Regions from separate parts of the Mus musculus genome. Here all the other regions are linked to region 2. A link is a contact called in public Hi-C and promoter capture Hi-C data. All regions are on one chromosome and are shown on one strand. The core of a region is the stretch at or near the end of the contact, and the rest is flanking DNA. Distances in the headings are between cores, read along the strand shown. Region 1 overlaps Ncam1 (neural cell adhesion molecule 1). Region 2 has its middle 34 kb from the start of Gm32462. Region 3 overlaps Ncam1 (neural cell adhesion molecule 1).

The links. Promoter capture Hi-C pulls out the DNA fragments that hold promoters and counts their contacts. Hi-C and Micro-C count contacts between places; a contact is called where the count stands out from the background.
Region 1: a contact with region 2 is called in a Hi-C map of cerebral cortex, with 2.9 times the contacts expected there. The contact joins two enhancer-like sites. A contact is called at or near these places in 4 of 39 promoter capture datasets (cranial neural crest, frontonasal cranial neural crest, maxillary cranial neural crest and 1 more), 5 of 15 datasets of contacts at CTCF or cohesin (the NIH/3T3 cell line, embryonic stem cells, large pre-B cells and 1 more), 61 of 484 Hi-C or Micro-C datasets (the AML12 cell line, the AtT-20 cell line, the C2C12 cell line and 38 more) and 14 of 115 datasets of contacts at active chromatin or transcription factors (PVALB interneurons, SST interneurons, T-cell acute lymphoblastic leukemia and 10 more).
Region 3: a promoter capture Hi-C map of cranial neural crest shows a contact between it and region 2. The contact joins two enhancer-like sites. A contact is called at or near these places in 5 of 39 promoter capture datasets (cranial neural crest, embryonic stem cells, frontonasal cranial neural crest and 2 more), 1 of 15 datasets of contacts at CTCF or cohesin (the NIH/3T3 cell line), 2 of 484 Hi-C or Micro-C datasets (cerebellum and embryonic stem cells) and 6 of 115 datasets of contacts at active chromatin or transcription factors (acute myeloid leukemia, astrocytes, embryonic basal ganglia and 2 more).

Annotation. Positions count from the first base shown.
Region 1 is chr9:49,506,626-49,509,325 of GRCm38.p6, forward strand. Ncam1 (neural cell adhesion molecule 1) reads right to left here. Exons shown (of 19, transcript NM_001113204.1): 17 at 1,964-2,080; 18 at 228-1,028. Among named protein-coding and RNA genes, the nearest start is that of Gm11149, 10 kb to the right of the region's middle. Within about 2 kb of position 1,381, at least 8 of the 459 cell types and tissues checked have an H3K27ac peak or open chromatin away from gene starts, as enhancers often do. A contact at or near this core is called in cerebral cortex, where this site is marked.
Region 2 is chr9:50,451,222-50,453,921 of GRCm38.p6, forward strand. No RefSeq gene overlaps it. Among named protein-coding and RNA genes, the nearest start is that of Gm32462, 34 kb to the right of the region's middle. Within about 2 kb of position 1,405, at least 108 of the 459 cell types and tissues checked have an H3K27ac peak or open chromatin away from gene starts, as enhancers often do. A contact at or near this core is called in acute myeloid leukemia and cerebral cortex, where this site is marked.
Region 3 is chr9:49,532,996-49,535,695 of GRCm38.p6, forward strand. All of the region lies in intron 13 of Ncam1 (neural cell adhesion molecule 1), which reads right to left. The region is part of intron 2 of Gm11149 (predicted gene 11149); the gene reads left to right. Among named protein-coding and RNA genes, the nearest start is that of Gm11149, 16 kb to the left of the region's middle. Within about 2 kb of position 1,311, at least 66 of the 459 cell types and tissues checked have an H3K27ac peak or open chromatin away from gene starts, as enhancers often do. A contact at or near this core is called in acute myeloid leukemia, where this site is marked.

The sequences.
Region 1 (2,700 bases), core at 131-2,630, 940 kb before region 2:
CCTAAGGAACATGACCTAATTATGGAGCAGAGCCGGGCTTCGCCCCTGCCATCGCCCATCCCATTGCCTGCCCCTGTTCCTGCGTCATCCCAGGCCCTGGCTGACAGTGGTATCACAGAAGCCCTGCAAGAGGCTGAGGACACATCGAACACGGAGGACATAACACAGCACAGACACACACCACTACTGGACACAACCCAATGACAGTGGACAAAGAGAGGCCGTACTCGGTCTTTGCTGGTGCGGGAGGCACAGCGCTGTCTGCAGTGGAAGGAGCAAGCTCAGAGGCTTGTCCACTGGCCCCAGTGGCGGGAGCAGGAGAGCCCAGGGCTGCAAAAACATCCTTTGCAAGGTCAATATCTGGGGTCTTGAAGTTCCCTTCGTCCATTTTTAAGTCCTCGCCCTGGGAAGGGTTTGTGGTTGCAGCCTTGCTCTTCGGGCTAGCAGGGGCTGTGGCTGCCTCAGGTGGGTTCTTCACGGTGCCAGGCTGGGTGGGCTCTGGGTCCGGACCTTTGGTGCTGGGGGCTTCCTGCTTGGCCTGGGGGGCATCTGTGGCAGGGGCGGCTACTGCTGCTAAGGGGCTGGCTGCCCCAGCTGGAGTGGGGGTGGGAGCAGGGGAGGCCTTACTGGCTGGAGGGGCCTTGGAGGTCTCTCCCGCACTGGCAGGGGTGCTAGGACTGAGTACAGCTCCTTGGTTAGCCAAGACAGTGGAGGACAGATTGCTAGCAGAGGGAGCTGAAGTTGGAGTATCACTCAGGTCAACCAGAGGAGCAACTTTGGGGGCTGAGGCTGGGGACGAGGATGAAGCAGTGACACCCTTGGAAGGGGTGGCCTGACCAGCGGGCACAGAATTTGAGTCTGGCACAGTTGTGGCCGGTGGGGCAATACTGGAGGTCAGTGTAGTGGTCTCACTGGTAGGGCTGTTCTGAGCAGTGGCAAAGGTTTCGGTGATAGTGTCAGAGTTAGTGGTGACGGTGGTGACAGAAGGCAGCATGTCCTCGACAGTGGCTGTGGTGTCGGCAGGCAGCCTGTGGGGAGGACAGGAAGTAGAAAGAGAATAGACAATGAAGCTGAGACATGACAGAGAAGCTAGATAGGAGCCGAGGAGAGGAGCGGTGGGAGGGTGGGCATGCAACCATACACGGGCAGGAACATGGGCCCACGGAGAAACAAGGACAAGAGGAAGTACATGCCCCAGGCGGGCGGAAGAGGACACAGGAGACAACAAAGAACGTGGCAGTCTCAAAGGGACCTGCTAGCCTTCTTCCATGCTGACACCCCTTCAGCTCTCTGTACAGGGCTCCAGTTCCCTACTGCTCTGTCTAGCGCTCTCTTATGCTGCCCTGGATCTCCACTCCAGGGAAGGCAGCTGATGTCTATCATCTCTAGGTTTCTGGAGCCCCCTAGGGGCAGGTCCAGCTATCTTACAATCCTAGGCAGGCATGGGGAGAGCCAGAATGAAGAGGACCAGTGCTCCAAATGGCTCCTATGTGCCAAGGTCTCTTCCAGCCATAGATTGGTGTTCCTGTGAGACGTATTTCTTCCAAGGCTATCAGCCATGGCTGGTCAGAACCCCTGAAGATCTCCAAAGTTTCTGAGTGGAAGAAGACCAAGGAACCTACCCAGGTCCTGAAGATTTTTCAAGAAATCCTAAATGAAATGGGCTAGTCCTCTCTCAAAATGAAGTTAAGCCATTCCTAGAATATGTGTGGAACTTTGGAACACTCCAGGGGAGCCCACTTATGCAACGGGCCTGGCAAGGCACCCACTAGGATCCAAGGAGAAGCCAGAACGTCTTCTCTCTCTGGAGAGTGGGTTCAGAAGGTCTTCTGACCCAGGGCTCCAGAGCTCTGGCTTCCACCTTTGGCCAGGAGCCGAGGGTGAGAAGTGGGGAAGGTTGGGGTAGGGTGATAAGGTGGAGTTGGGGTTCTACTGAGGCGACAATCCCTCCTACTCCACGTACTCGGGTTCTGTCAGCGGCGTGGTCTCGTTGGGCTCTGTGTGCTTCCCCCCATCATGGTTTGGAGTCCGTTCTTCCTCCGTTCGGACCTCCACAATGGGTTCTTTTGACTCATCTTTCCTGTGGAGAAAGTTCCACTGGTTAGATCCCAGGATGGCTTCCCAGGAAAGTCATCGAAGAAAGAAGCTGTAAGGAGGTGCATTGGGGTTTCGCCTGTGGCTATCAGAGTGGGCTGGATGATTGTGTCTGCATCAGTGCAGTCCCTATACATAAGACAGTTACCTCACCTCACCTCACCTCACCTCACCTCACCTCACCTCACCCCTCCCTCAGTACTCCCACCTGTACATTAGGACAAGTAAGCATATACCTTGACTAACTATGAGAACTAAATGAGAAAAGGTTTTAAGCACAGTGCTTAACTGCTCAAATGCAAACTTATGTGCACACATGTATATGTATGCATAAAAATGTATTTGTAACTGTGTATACACAAACCTGTGTGTATGTATGCATATATATATATATGTATATATATGCATCTATCTATCTATCTATCTATCTATCTATCTATCTATCTATCTACCTATCTATAGAGTTACTTGCATGTGGGGGTGTTATGCAATTTATCTTCTCACTCCATCCTTTCTCAGCTTGCTACAACAGCCTCCTTCACCCACGGACTTCGATATCTCCTACTAACTAGCTAACAGATGCTGCTGGTGGGAAGAACATACACA
Region 2 (2,700 bases), core at 155-2,654:
CCCTCCTTCTGATGTCCATTGGCCTGTAAGTAAGGAAAGACGTTTGGGTGTAAGGTAGTGTGATTCCCTAATTGACAGCTGTTGGACTCTCCCTAGCTGCCCCACGCCCTTGAGCAAAACAAGTAGATTTCAAACAGACAGCAAGACTACCACGGCCATTTTGAACACCCTGCTGAGCCCTAAGGAAGGGTATATGTCCATCACAGCTGCTAGCTCTGCCTCCTGAACGTGTGGCTCCACGCAGGATGGATTTAAGCCACTTGCACTGAATTTTTTAGCTGTCACAAGGTTTAGTGAACTTTAAATGATAGAAACATTTCCACCTAGACCAGAGAAAGCCCCAGGACCCAACAAGGGAACGCTATGGTTGATGCTAAAGGGCATGATTGGTGCAAATACAACAGTCATTTTCATGTGGAGTGTGCTGTGATTGGTACAAACTCCCTCTCCCTCTCTCCCTCTCTCCCTCTATTTCTCCCTCTCTGCCTTTCTCCCTCTCCCTCCCTCTCTCCTTCTCCCTCCCTCTCTCCTTCTCCCTCCCTCTCTCCTTCTCCCTCCCCCCTCTCTCTCCCCCTCTCTCTCTCCCACTCTTCCTCTCTCTCCTCCCTCTCTCTCCCTCCCTCTACCCCCCCTCTCTCTCTCTTGCTATACCAGCAGGCTTCTCAGCTCACTCGGTCAGTTACCTACTAGACCCTCTCTGTGCAGCCTCCCCCAGTGTTGCAATATCAGACCACAAAATGCTTCTCTTGAGTGATCAGTTCTTGGACTGAGCTAGAACCACAAAGGAAGAAGCGGCAGATGGCAGAGCCGGAGGAGTGGCAGCAGCCATGACAGCTGGGTGACAGACAGAATAAGAGGCAACGGTGGTGGAGGGGCAGCTTAGCTCAGAGCCGGAGCTAAGCAGCTGTCAGACTGGTCTGCAAAAGCAAAAAGAGGTAGCCGGCCACTTGACAGCCAAGCAAGGGGTGGCTAGAGAGTTCCGGACAAAGCAGGAATAAGGTGACGACAGAAGTAGAAAGGTCAGTGAACTGAGGCTAGGGAAGAATGGAAAGATGTAAAGACCCAGGGAGGAAAAGCTTCAGACTCTGGTCACTGGAAGAGTGTAAACCAGAAAGCTGTAAAACATTTAGGTCTGGGTCTCAGACACCCTAATCCTGGGAACCAGCTGTAGCACTGCCGTAACACAGCCGTAACCAGGCCTGCCAAGAAGCTGAAACAGGCAGGCACTCACTCGGGAATCTCCACTCCCTGGGCTCACACAACAGGTGCAACACTTGAGAAACTAAGGGTTTTAGTAGCCTAGGCTCTCTACCATTTCAGCCAAGGATCTCAATGTGCAGAGCATTCACGAGAGTCTGACACTAGAGGGCGCCACCAGCTGCTTCTGCTGCTCCTGCCTACAGCTCAGTACTGCAGCGCCACACTGCGGAATAGATAGATACACTGGGCTCCCAGGCCAACATGGAAGAGCCTCTCTTCGCCCACCCACAACATCCGGCTGACCAAAGGACTCCAGCCAGCTGATCGGTAACACTTGCAGTGACTATGCACTGGCCGCGCTGTGCCATACCTGTCACATAACCTGTGGTTGTATACATTGTTACTGCACATCAGCCTTCTCGAAATTTTCTCTGAGAGCCACATTTTTGCAAGTTATAAAATTACCTTTCAAGCCATGTGTAATATAAGATCAAAGTCTTCGCATCAAATTTCTCTAAAATGTTATGGTCCACAGGTCGCAAGTTCCCTTATCTATAGCAGTTAGAGTAAGGATATAGGCAATTCTGAGTAATTCTGTAGCTGACCTCAATAGTATTTACGTTATTTAGTTGTAACAACGTTTTAATAACTATTTCAACAAAACATGAAAGACCAAAGCCTCTTCAAGGGTAAGCCAAGGAAGAGATTATACTCGAGTGCATCTCTGCCTATTGAATACCCAGGCTCACATAGCAAAAGCTGTGGGAGGGGCAGCGAGGTGTCCCACTGGGAAAAGTGCCTGCCGTGCAAAGCTCGTGATGTGAGTCTGATCCCCAGAACCCACATAAAGGTGGAAGGAAATGACTGGCTCCACAAAGTTGTCTTCTGACCTCTACACGTGTGCCGTGGAACATGTATACACATACACACACCACACCTACATCATCACCATCACCACCATCATCCTCAAATTCATCTCAAGGTTTATCCATCCAAATCAGTCAGGACAGTGGAACTCAGCCTCAGGCTCCTTTTAAATCCTTTAAACCTTAGATCTATGCAGCTATACTGACTGAGCATTTATAGTTACTGTATTTAAAGACTTTCAAACAGGACAACACAGATCATTTTTCATCACTGTTTCTTTTTACACTGACATTTTGTAGCAAGAAAGAAAAATAGACAAATAATGACAAACTTGAATCCACACTGACATCTTCACAGAATCCAACTTCCATTCACTGAAAGACATTTCCTCAATACACCCATTTTGTTTCTAATCTGTATTAACTCACACCTCTAGCTGTCATATCAAAATACAATTTAAAACATATTTTCCCCATCCATTTGCATCTCCAAGACACTCATACTTTACTCTCCAATTTTCAGGAAGAGAAAGACAAAATCGAGGTGGCTGGGACAATCCTAAACAGAAAGGTGTTTTGTTAAATGTTAGTGCGTCTGCTGTAATGAGTTCCATCAGCCTGCATGCTACTGAAG
Region 3 (2,700 bases), core at 61-2,560, 920 kb before region 2:
GACCCTAAGAGTCTTAAGTTTCCTAATTGTAACTTTCACAGGCCTGGGTGTTGGGGGAAGGAAGTTCTAGCTTTTGACAGTTGAGGTTAAGAGAAAAGGGAAAAGATGTAAGGTCAAGACATCTTTTGAAAGCATGCTTCTGTTGAATGAGCGAGAAGCGCTTTAGCTGTGAGTGTCATATCCCTGTCCCACTGTGAGCTGACAGAATGCACGGTCTTATGGTCTATCATGACACAGGTTCTTCCCAAGCAAGCCTGGAAGGGCTTATATGTGACAAGTAGTTTCTCTTGATACGCTTTATGAAAACTTCCTTCACCTATGGTTATAAACAGATTATTACCACACATAGATATACACACACACACACATATACACCACACACACACACACACACACACACACACACATACATATACACTCAGAAACACACATACACACAACTACACCTCTGTAGGAGATATTATTTAATTTCACCCGTGTTGTCTGACTGACTGACGGAGTTCTACATGACCCCAGCTACTCGGCTTCCTTTGCACGGTGGCTCACATCCTCTGCATCTTGATCCTATGGTGACTAATACATTCCTGCTAACTCAGGCTGCTGCCAATCGGGATACCCTATGCTTTATCTCACTGTCCTCTGGGACTTATGATTTGGGTCAGTAGTCAAGTGGTTCAAATAAAACAGACTCCAACCTCCTGCTCAGATTTCACAACTAAGCATCTTATCTGTGGGTAGAAATGTCTGAAGAAATATAAAAACCGAAACACCCGTCAGGGGAGAAATATTTCATTCCTCTTCAGGAGAAGTCTGGAGCCAAGATTGTGTTTCATTGACAGACAAGACCAAAGATGCAAAGCGGTGTCTCAAACAGGACAGGGTTGTGCAAATGGGTCCTGTAGCTTTCTCCTATTTCCTGGGACTTATATAGCAGGAGGGATGGGGGCGGGGGGAGGGGGGAGGGGGGGAGGGCGGAGCCACTGTGGTAGAGGGGAGTAGTTAGAAGAATTCCTCTTTCAAATGCAAATACACCACAAACAAACAAGAAAACCCTCCAACCCGTGCAAATGAGCCCAGCTTATTGTCATGCTTGTTCCTCTCACAAAACCAAACCACAAAGGCATCAGGAACTGAAAGTCATTGCAGCCACACACAGAGGACCACTGAGAAAGCAGCCCCCGTAGCTGTCTACCACAGGAGGAAAACAACAACAACAAAAAAAACCATTCCATGCAGTATACACAACCAGGAAGCACGGTTCTCCCCTCTTTAATTATGTATGGGAGGCCTTAGCCAGGGTGTGGGAGCTGAACTCCGTAGACCCGTCATCACCTGCCTTAGCTGACTGCTGCTTGGTGGGAGGCAGGACCAGCTCTCCCTGGCCTCCAGCCTCAAGTGCTGTAATATACACAGTCACAGTGCAAAGGCTCTTGTTGCCTAGCCGAGGGCCTTAGGCCCCCAGCACCCATGTGGCCTCACATCATTAAGGCCAGCCTGGATGCCTGCAGCTCGGACTCAGCCAGGTTTTCAGGCTAGTCTAGGGGGATGCTCTTGTCCCTTGGATCCTACTGTCTGGAGAGGACGTCTAGCCCTTCCAACCCAGCAGCCTAGGAGGTGGCATTGTTCTATTATTTTTCTAGCACCAAGTGTTCGGGGGACCAGAATGAAGGGGGACAGAGCTACAGGCTCTGTTGTGAGACACGGGCTGCCATGTTGTCAGGGGCACAGGTCCTTCTCCTTTTCTCTGAGCAGCTCTCTCCACTTCCTCTGGTTTCCTCTTGCTCCCAGGCCTTCCTCACTTTATTATATTGCGCTCTCTCTCTCTCTCTCTCTCTCTCTCTCTCTCTCTCTCTCTCTCTCTCTCTCTGTGTGTGTGTGTGTGTGTGTGTGTGTGTGTGTGTGTGTGTGTACGAGCACAATCCCATGAGGCATGAACAGTAAAACTGTGGGAAGGAGTTGCCATACTTTGCTCCCCCCCCATGTTTTCCCAATTCTTTTCTGTTTTAAACACAAATGTCAATATGGAAAGGTCTCCACAAGCACAAACAGCCACCCCTTATTCTTTTGGAGGCGACTCCATTTGCTTTCTTGGCTAAACAGACAGCATGCTTAGAAACCACTCAAGGCTGGGAGCCTCCATGCAGTCACACTGTAGACTGTGCTACTGCGAGCAGAGCAGAGGCGCTGCCCAGAGCAGCCGGCTCTGTACTCACTAGACAGGTCTGTGGTTGGAAGGACAGGAAGAGGCCAGGTTGCTATGGAAACATGAAGGTTGGAAAGGGCACTAAATGGTGAGGGCCAGAAAGGACATAAAACTCACATACCCAAAAGTACAAATTATGCATATCAGTGTGTGTATGTATATATATATATACACACACGTATGTATCAGAGACATATATATATATATATGTGTGTGTGTATATACACACACACATATGTATCAGAGACAGTGCGTCAGTCACTCATTCCTATTGCCCCAATTTATCAATATTAATATAAATATTTTGGAGAGCTTATCAAAGATAATCTTTTTTTTTTTTGCTTACAAAGGACTCATGCAGCAAGAGATAAGATATCCCCAAATACTTTTTTGGTTAAATCCAGTTACTAAATGCTGGACATTATATTTTGTGTACTTTTCATTTCTTTCTTTCTTTCTTTCTTTCTTTCTTTCTTTCTTTCTTTCTTTCTTTCTTT